Regions from separate parts of the Pan troglodytes genome. Here region 1 is linked to region 2. A link is a contact called in public HiChIP or PLAC-seq data. All regions are on one chromosome and are shown on one strand. Each heading gives the region's core, a stretch centred on a gene start, on an enhancer-like site or on the middle of the called end of the contact. The rest is flanking DNA. Distances are from core to core; before and after follow the strand shown. Region 1 holds the start of MARK3 (microtubule affinity regulating kinase 3). Region 2 holds the start of LOC129136916.

The links. HiChIP or PLAC-seq counts read pairs in DNA pulled down with a chosen protein or histone mark.
Region 1: a contact with region 2 is called in an H3K4me3 HiChIP or PLAC-seq map of stem cell-derived excitatory neurons, with 3 times the contacts expected there. The contact joins the promoter of MARK3 here to the promoter of LOC129136916 in region 2. A contact is called at or near these places in 1 of 7 Hi-C or Micro-C datasets (stem cell-derived neural progenitor cells) and 1 of 1 datasets of contacts at active chromatin or transcription factors (stem cell-derived excitatory neurons).

Annotation. Positions count from the first base shown.
Region 1 is chr15:101,404,756-101,409,384 of NHGRI_mPanTro3-v2.0_pri, forward strand. It overlaps MARK3 (microtubule affinity regulating kinase 3), which reads left to right and starts at 1,357. Exons shown (of 16, transcript XM_001138504.7): 1 at 1,357-2,076. The coding sequence starts at 2,026.
Region 2 is chr15:101,350,071-101,354,408 of NHGRI_mPanTro3-v2.0_pri, forward strand. It overlaps LOC129136916, which reads right to left and starts at 2,880. Exons shown (of 1, transcript XM_054665822.2): 1 at 717-2,880. The coding sequence starts at 2,880. The coding sequence ends at 2,332. It overlaps EIF5 (eukaryotic translation initiation factor 5), which reads left to right and starts at 3,422. Exons shown (of 11, transcript XM_016926765.4): 1 at 3,422-3,630.

The sequences.
Region 1 (4,629 bases), core at 107-2,606, 53 kb after region 2:
GGAGAATGGCGTGAACCCGGGAGGTGGAGCTTGCAGTGAGTGGAGATCGCGCCACTGCACTCCAGCCTGGGCGACAGAGCAAAACTCCGTCCCAAAACAACAACAACAACAACAACAACAACAAACATATATTTCGTGGAGCAAGAAATGTCTCAAACATAGCAAGACAGTTGGGATGCCAACGGACCAAAGGGAAAGCAAGCATGACATAGCCACCCACTACAAGGGCTTACCTATTATCCAAGCTTTGGGAACTAGGTTAGAATCCCAGCTCTGTCGCTAACCAACCTGTGTACTTTAGCCAAGTCACTGTACCTGTCTAGACTTCGGATCGCATGTGTGTCTGCCCATCTCATAGGGTTACCCTGAGGCTAAATGAGGTAACAAATGTCATGAACCCACAAGGTAGACTCGACTCTCGGTAACAGTTCCTGTCACCCCCATCTCACACTACTCTCCCTCTTCGGACCCTGCACCCATGGATTCCATCCACCGCTGGCCAGGAGCTGAGTAGAGGCACCGAGCACGTGAAGAGGTGAATGGGCAAGGAAGGCTTCCAGGTCAGGTAGCATTTCCAGTGTTCCAGCCTGCAGGCATCTACCGAGCCTGGCCCGAGGCTGGCACCCAGAGATGCTTCCAGTCTTCCAGCAGCAACGCACTGACTGTAAGAAAAGCCTGCTTATAAACCCCCTACAGGCATTTGGAAGCTGGTTCCTGGGGTCCTCTACAGATTCATTTCGCCCCCGACCCCATCCCCTTTGTGCCACCCTCGTTATTGCACTCTTCCATCCGGATGGCATTTAGCTGGGTCCGGGTCTGTCACCCGTCTGACCACCAGCTCCTTGAGGGCAAGAGGCGCCTGCTGCCCTCAGGGTCCGCGCCCAGCCCGCAGCTGCTCAGATCCGGAGACGGGAAGGTTTGTTGGCGAGAGCCTGACTCCCGGGTCACAGTTAAGGATGCAAGAGCCCGGCGCCTTCCCGTAGCCCCGGCCCTGTCATTAATTAATGCTGGGGCTCCATTCGGTGCAGCGCAGTCCCAGGGATGCAACCGCAACTTTTGCGCACAATAGGCTCTCGATCTGTAATCCAGCCAACCCAGGCCTGTAGTGTGTAAATGCCAACTCAGCGGGAGGGCTCTGGCTGTCGCCCAGAGCCGTTTCTCGGCTCTTTCGCGGTTGCCGGCGCGCTCGGGACAGGAGGAACCCGCAGCCCGCGGGAGTCAGCGGAGACCGGACCAGCACTATCCAGCCCTCTGCACCGCCCCCGCGGCGGGGTCTGGACCAAGTCGCCCCTAGCAACAACAGCCGGGCCGGCTTTCTCAGGCCATGCTGATTGGCGGGACTCCGGGTGGCGGCCTGTCGTCACTTCCGGCAGCCGGAGGCAGCAGAGGAAGCCGAGGGGCGGCCATCTTGGCTCCGTAAGGCTCCGAGGTGCCGGGGTGCGGCGGCGGCAGCGGCGGCCAGCAGGGCGGAGGCTGAGGCAGCAAGCTCGCTAGAGAGGGAGAAGCAGTCGGGCGCAGGCGCCTCCTCCGCAGCCCGCTCCATGGTCGGCGCCCACAGCCCGCGGCGGCCTGTCTTGCGCTCCACTTCCTTCACATCCTCCTCCGCCTCCTCTTTTTCAGGCGCCGCCGGCGGCGCTGTGTGGAGGCCCGCGAGCTGAAATTCGCGGTGCGACGGGAGGGAGTGGAGAAGGAGCTGAGGGGGCCCAGGATCGCGGGGCGCCCTGAGGCAAGGGGACGCCGGCGGGCCGAAGCGCAGCCCGCCGCCCGCAGGCTCGGCTCCGCCACTGCCGCCCTCCCGGTCTCCTCGCCTCGGCCGCCGAGGCAGGGAGAGAATGAGCCCCGGGACCCGCCGGGGGACGGCCCGGGCCAGGCCCGGGATCTAGACGGCCGTAGGGGGAAGGGAGCCGCTCTCCCCACGGCGCCTTTTCAGAACTGCCGTGGACTCGAGGACGCTGGTCGCCGGCCTCCTAGGGCTGTGCTGTTTTGTTTTCACCCTCGCATTGTGCAGAATTAAAGTGCAGTAAAATGTCCACTAGGACCCCATTGCCAACGGTGAATGAACGAGACACTGAAAACGTAAGTAACCTGGGCGTTGTAGTTGGCGGACCTTCGGGGTGGCATTCGTGCTCCTCGGGCAGTGCCTTGCAGTCGGGTGTTCCCCCCAGCCGAACGCTCTGGAAATAGAGGGCAGGCCGTAGTCACCCAAGAGGCAGCCAGGTCGGACCGTTTCCTCCAGAAGTCTGCCCTGTCCCGCTGTTCGCGGGCGGGTCTGCGAAGTATATCGATTATGCCGGCAGTCTAGTCGGTTAATAAAGCCCAGGAGTTGCAGCGTTACGGATCGGTGCTTTGAGAGGCCAGGTTGCCGCGCAATGGATTGTGCAAATGTGTGTGTCAGATCACTGCAGTGGTCAGCGCTTATTTTAACCGAACTCTGCTTTTAACTTGGTCAGGCAGTTCTTGAGAGACTGTCACATTAATAACATATGTTACCGGTGCTGAGTAAGAGTAATCGATTGGGTCAAGTGGGCGGTCTCGCTCTTTAAGATGGTCTGGAACTAAATTTAATCACAGTCACTAAGTGTCCACTGAGGGATCTTTGCGGTCCCCTTAGGAATTCCAAAAACACTAGCGCGCAGCCTTTATTAAGGCAGTTTCCTTTCCATACAAATCTTTTTTGAAGGAGTTGGTTAAACATTTTGAAAAGCAGAAAAGCAGATGTATAGTGAAGCTGTGCTCTGCCACTCACTGCCTAGCTGAGGGACACCCGCTGGGGGCTTCGCTGTCCTCCTTCCTAAAAAGAGATTGGCTTAGATGAGCTCTTAGGTCCCTTTCAGCGCTCACAGGCTATGGTTTTATAAAAGGAACCTTTGATTTTGTTCATGTGAAACTACAAAATGCCAGGAACAGCATTGCTAGAGAATGAGAACTTGCAGTAGAAATTCGATTGAAGAAACGTTTGACTCTGTTCGTTTTCTGAACTCTCCTCTAACACTGGGTTCAAAAGTGTTTCAATCTAGTTGTTGCCTATATTCTGTAAAACATCTAGTAAATAATTTGTAAAGAAACTTCACTGGCCTTTCATTAAAAGTGTTATGAGGTAATTGCTGGCACGAAATGTCTTCTCTTAGGGAATGCTTCCTCGCTTTGAGTGTTTTCATGCTTTCAGTAATGTCCTGAGATGTTGTGGCCTAGTGGAGTTAATGCTTTCATTTTGATCTTCAAAAATGCCGCTTGTTTGCTGGATAGCTGTTTGATAATTTAATCCGTAAACGTAAACCATAGCCTAAAGCATCCCTGTAGCATATTAGTATACAATATTTAATGCTCTGTGGCCCTGAGTAAGTAGAACAGTGATGTACCTTTCTCCACCTGAGATAGATTAGAAAATTATATAAAGAGTGAGTAATAGAAACTCTTAGACTAGGTGAGTCAGGGTACTAATTTCCTTATAGTCCTTTTAAAGAAAGCTTATTTATTTATTTATTTATTTATTTTTTGAGACAGACCGAGACTGTCTCCCAGGCTGGAGTGCAGTGGTGCGATCTTGGCTCACTGCAGCCTCCACCTCCCAGGCTGAAGTGATTATCATGCCTCAGCCTCCCGAGTAGCTGGGATTACTGGCGTGCACCACCACGCCCGGCTAATTTTTGTATTTTTAGTAGAGACAGGGTTTCACCATGTTGGCCAGGCTGGTCTAGAACTCCTGGCCTCATGTGATCCACCCGCCTCGGCTCCCCAAAGTGCTGAGATTACAGGCATGAGCCAGTGTGCCCAACTGATTAGTTTTGATCATTGATCTTCACTCAGAGAAGCAAAACCTTACATTGAACCAGAGTAGGAGCTCCATGCTTTCTAAACTGAAGCCAAAAACAGTCATAGCAGATTTGTGATAATGAAGGATTTCAAATGGGTCTTTTTTCTTTCTTTCTTTTTTGAGATGGAGTCTGGCTCTGTCTCCCAGGCTGGAGTGCCGTGGCATGATCTCGGCTCACTGCAACCTCCACCTCCCAGGTTCAAGTGATTCTCCTGCCTCAGCCTCCGGAGTAGCCAGGATTACAGGCATGTGCCACCACTCCCGGCTAATTTTGTATTTTTAGTAGAGACGGGGTTTCTCCATGTTGGTCGTGCTGGTCTCAAACTCCCGACTTCAGGTGATCCTCCCGCCTCAGCCTCCCAAAGTGCTGGGATTACAGGCGTGAGCCACCACGCCCAGCCATGTAGTGTATTTAAAATGAATTTTTGACTTTTTTTAAAAATCAAGTTTATCACATATCGTTGCATTAATTTACCATGCCCTGTTACATTTTTAACTCTTGCATTGGCATGTTCTGGAAGGAGCTGTGTAGCTTTCACAGTGTGGAGCCCTTGTGTCAGTGTTACAACTCAGGTATAGACCATATTAATTACCTACATTACTGCACTGCTAAGTATTAGACTTCCTGCCAATTGAGTGGTGAATGTACAAGAATGAATGGGAGCTCTCATTCTGTTGAGAACCTTTTTTCTTAAAGTTAGGTTTGTTGAGATGTAATGTTCATCTGTTTTAAGTATACAGTTTGGTGAATTTTGACAAGCATATAGTTATGTAACCACTATCACAATCAAGATGTAGAACACTTCCATTGCCAG
Region 2 (4,338 bases), core at 1,630-4,129:
GCGCCAGTCACAATAGCAAAAGATATGGAATCAACTTAAGCATCCACCAACAAATGAATGGACAGGCTGGTTGCAGTGGCTCATGACTGTAATCCCAGCACTTCAGGATGCCAAGGTGGGAGGACTGCTTGAGGCCAGGAGTTCAAGACCAGCCTAGGCAACATAGTGAGACCCCCCACCCCTCCCACGCCATCTTATTATTTAAAAAAAAAAAAAAGGATAAAGAAAATGTGTTATAGGCTGGGCGTGGTGGCTCATGCCTGTACTCCCAGGACTTTGGGAGGCCAAGGCAGGTGGATCACACAGGAGTTCAAGACCAGCCTGTCCAATACAGTGAAACCCTGTCTCTACTAAAAAAAAAAAAAACAAAAATTAGCCGGGCTTGATGGCACGCACCTGTTGTCCCAGCTACTTGGGAGGCTGAGGCAGGAGAATCGCTTGAACCCAGGAGCCGGAGGTTGCAGTGAGCTGAGATCAGACCACTTGCACTCCAGCCTGGGTGATACAGTGAGACTCCGTCTCAAAAAACAAAAGTCTTACATATACTGGAATACTATTCAGTCATAAAAAAATAATGAGATCCTTTTATCTGAAGCAACATGGCTGAGACTGGAAGACAGTATCATATTAAGTGAAATAAGTCAGGCACAGAAAGATAAATACCACATATTCTCATTCATATGTGGGAGCTAAAAAAAAATTCGAGTTCATGGAAGTAGAGACTTGAATTGTGGTTTATTAGAAGCTGGGAAGGCTAGTGGGAGGAGGGGAGAGGTTGATACAAAATTGCAGCTCAATAAGTTCTAGTGCTCTGTAGTATTTCAAGGTAAATATACTTAACAACAATCTATTGTATATTTTCAAAAAGCTAGAAAAGAGAATTCTGAATGTTCCCAACACAAAGAAATGATAAATATCTGAGGTGATGGATATGCTGATTACTGTGCTTTGATCATTACACATTGTATACATGTACTGAAATATCACTTTGTATCCCACAAATGTGTTATGTATTAACTAAAAATAAAAGGGAGAAAAAGAACACAAAAGTATAATTTTTTAAAGTTGTCCATGGTTGCATATAAATGAGTGGTACACATATTAAAAAGCAGTTAAAATTATTACAAACTTCAACGAAATTAAAAATTGTGCCACTAAACATACAAAAAAGCTAATTACTTCGTGTTTCATTATTAAAACTTTTCTGAAAAGGAAGGCCTCTCACCTCAGAGTAGTTTCATGCCTATACTTTCCAACAGAGTTTCTAAAATAACATCATTTTTGTGCTGCCAAGCAAAAAGTCAGATCTGTTTCAAGATTGCTAAGTCATGCTCCACAGTGAAACAGCAGCAGCATGTCTGGGATCCCCTTTTCTAGTTCGTCTGATAGGAACCCTGGTACTCATAAGGCACTGTGCATTTGGCTTAACAACTATACACCAAGGTACACACTGCGGGATTATAAAAGTCCTTGCCCTACAGAACACAAATCACCTCTCAATTCTGGATTGTGCCTTTATTTCTTCCTACCAACACTGCCAATTTTTAAGTTGTTTATAAAGCTTTTAGTTATGGAATCGCGATCTTGGATTTTGATAAAAATCAACATAGCTGCCAATTCTAACCTCAGTGCAAATGCAACTGGTCTATAACAAAGGGCAGCCCCTTATCTACCTCATCCTGTCCTCAGCAACATTGCTCTTTTCCAGATCGGGAAACCTGCACGGCCGCTCAGGACTTTTCGATGACTGCACCTTAGAGACCAGAGTGCAGGTTAGCGGGGCTCTCGCTCCATCAGTCAAGTGAGGTCTTCAAACTTCAGGGTGAACTATGGATGTGTTTTTAAGACTCAAGTTTTCACAAAAAAAATCCAAGTTTCAGAAAGAATGGGAGAGTTTCAACAGAACTAAAATATGAGAGCCTCTCTCTAAATAATAAAAAAAATTTTTTTTTTTTGGAGACAGTCTCGCTCTGTTGTCCAGCCTGGAGTGCAGTGGTGTGATCTCGGCTCACTGTAACCTGTGCCTCCCGGGTTCATGGATTCTCCTGCCTCAGCCTCCCGAGTAGCTGGGATTACAAGCGAGCCACCACGCCCAGCTAATTTTTTGTATTTTTAGTAGAGACAGGGTTCCACCATATTGGCCAGGCTGGTCTCAAATTCCGGACCTCAGGTGATCCGCCCACCTCAGCCTCCCAAAGTGCTGGGATTACAGACGTGAGCCACCGCGACCGGCCTAAATAATAGTAATTTTCAACGGAATACATTGGAATCTCATTATAAATGCCTGCTCTGGGCTACGATTTGCTTATCAAAGAATTCACAAGTCATAAACTAGAGGGGTGGACTCGACGTGATGCCCACTAGGAGAAAGGTGACAAGAGAAGCACGAAGGATAGCGCTTTTCAACCCTGGGAGAGCAGGGAGGCCTTCACCAGAAGGTGGGAACCCACCACGAAGCGCCTTCAGGAGACCCCGGGATTCCAAACCAATTAAGGGCCTCCTCTTCCGAAAACCGGAGGCGACGCGCTGAGCTAAGCGCGCAGGCTGGGTTGCGGGCCGACACCGAGGCGGCGCGGCCCCGCGACCGCCCTGGGCGGTCACTGGCGAGTCACGGACTCGTTCCGCCAGCGGCCAATCCACCCCGAGTCCGAAACAGAAGACGTCCCTGGGATGAAAGACCCAGGCCTGGGGCTTAAGGTGGAAAAACAACTCATTCCTCGAGGCCCGGAGACGGGCGTCCCGGGAGGACGGGAAAGGGAGATGAGCGCCCGCTGCGGGGAGAACGCGGTCGGGTTCCTCTGCCCGAAGGTGGCGGCCGCAAAAACACGGCCTCGAAAGCAGTTTCGAGGACGATGGCTCCTGCGTCCCGGGAGTCGCCATGACGCCGCGGCCTGTCCCAGACCCGGCGAGGGAGGGGACCAACCACCATCTTCCCCTCAAGGCCCAAACCGACAAAGAACGGCCCCCGGCGCCCTGGCCCCGCCACCAGGGCCACTCCGGGTATCGCGAGACCCAAGGGCTGCGCCGCGAAGACCTCTGGGAAAGGCGGGGGAGGGGAGAGGAAGGAAGCGGGGCCGGGGCTGGAGGCGGGCCGAGGCCGCGAGTGGAGCCTCAGGAAGCAGAAGGGGCGCGGCAAGATGCGATTGACGTCGCAAGCGAACCAATGACGAGCGAGCTGTGGCAGGCCTCCAGCCAATGGGCAGTGAGGCCTGACGCGGGGGGCGGACGCTGGGGCCGAGGGTAGCTTGAGCGCGGCGGCGGCGTTGTTCAGTCAGAGCGAGAACATTCCAGAGGTGAGTCCGGTGGAGGGGCGGCCCCCGGCCCGGTGCTTCCCGCCCCCTCGACCCCTCGGGCCGCTGGCTGGCGGGGAAGGCGCACTCCCCGACCGCCCACGGCTCACGGCGCCGTCTCTCCGCGCCAGGTCGCCCAGCTCCGGCGCTGACGGGTGTGGACCGCGGACGTCGCTGGGACAGCCCCTCCCCGCTGCTCGGCGGCGGCACCTGGCCCGGCCGCTCCTCGCTGCGCTTCGCCTCCGCCTCCTCGGACTCGGACTCGGGTTTATATCGCGCCTCACTTCATCCCAGTCCCGGGCGAGCAGCGTTGGGTTTATGTCTTTATTTGACGAAAACGGTGAGTCGCGGGCGCGGCGGGCCAGGAGATGGCGGCCGCACAAGATGGCGGCGGCCGCCGCGTGACCCCGCCGCGGCGTGTGGCGCAGTTTGGGCGGACGGCGGGCGGGCGCGGGCCCGGGTACCGGCCGCCCCCTCCCCGCGCGCTCCCCGGCCCGGCCTCGCCCCCTCCCCGGCCTGGCGGGAGCGCGCCGCGCGTGCCCGCCGCTCGGGCTGACTCAGGCTTCAGCTGCTGCATTTGTGAGTCATCGCGCGCTCCGGGGCGGGGGCGGCCCGATCCCGGCACCCCTCGGCCGTGTGTCGCTTCCCGGCTGTGCACCCTCCGGGGCCGCCGGCTCTCGGGGGACGCGCTGGGGATGGGGCCAGACGCCCCGGTCGCGCGCCGCCCTCCTTGGCGGAGCTGCCGGGTTCGCCAGCCCCCGCGGAAACGCCTCGGAGCGCGGTAGCCATGGGGACCAGGGCGAAGGTTAACCGAGTGTTTGAATAGCGAGGAAAAGGGAGGCCGGGGCGAGCCTGGCGTTCGCTCGCGCTCTCTTGCTTAATGGCCCTTCTGGGCGAGCGCTGCGTTTAAGGAAGTGCTGCTTTGAAGTAAGCCATGGTTGCCGAAGCAACAACTAGTTGTAGAGAACAGTTCCCTAGTTTCCCCTTAAAAATGAAGACGAACGGGGGTGTGCCTGAGAAGTTTGCTTATCCGGGCGGGGTGGGCGGC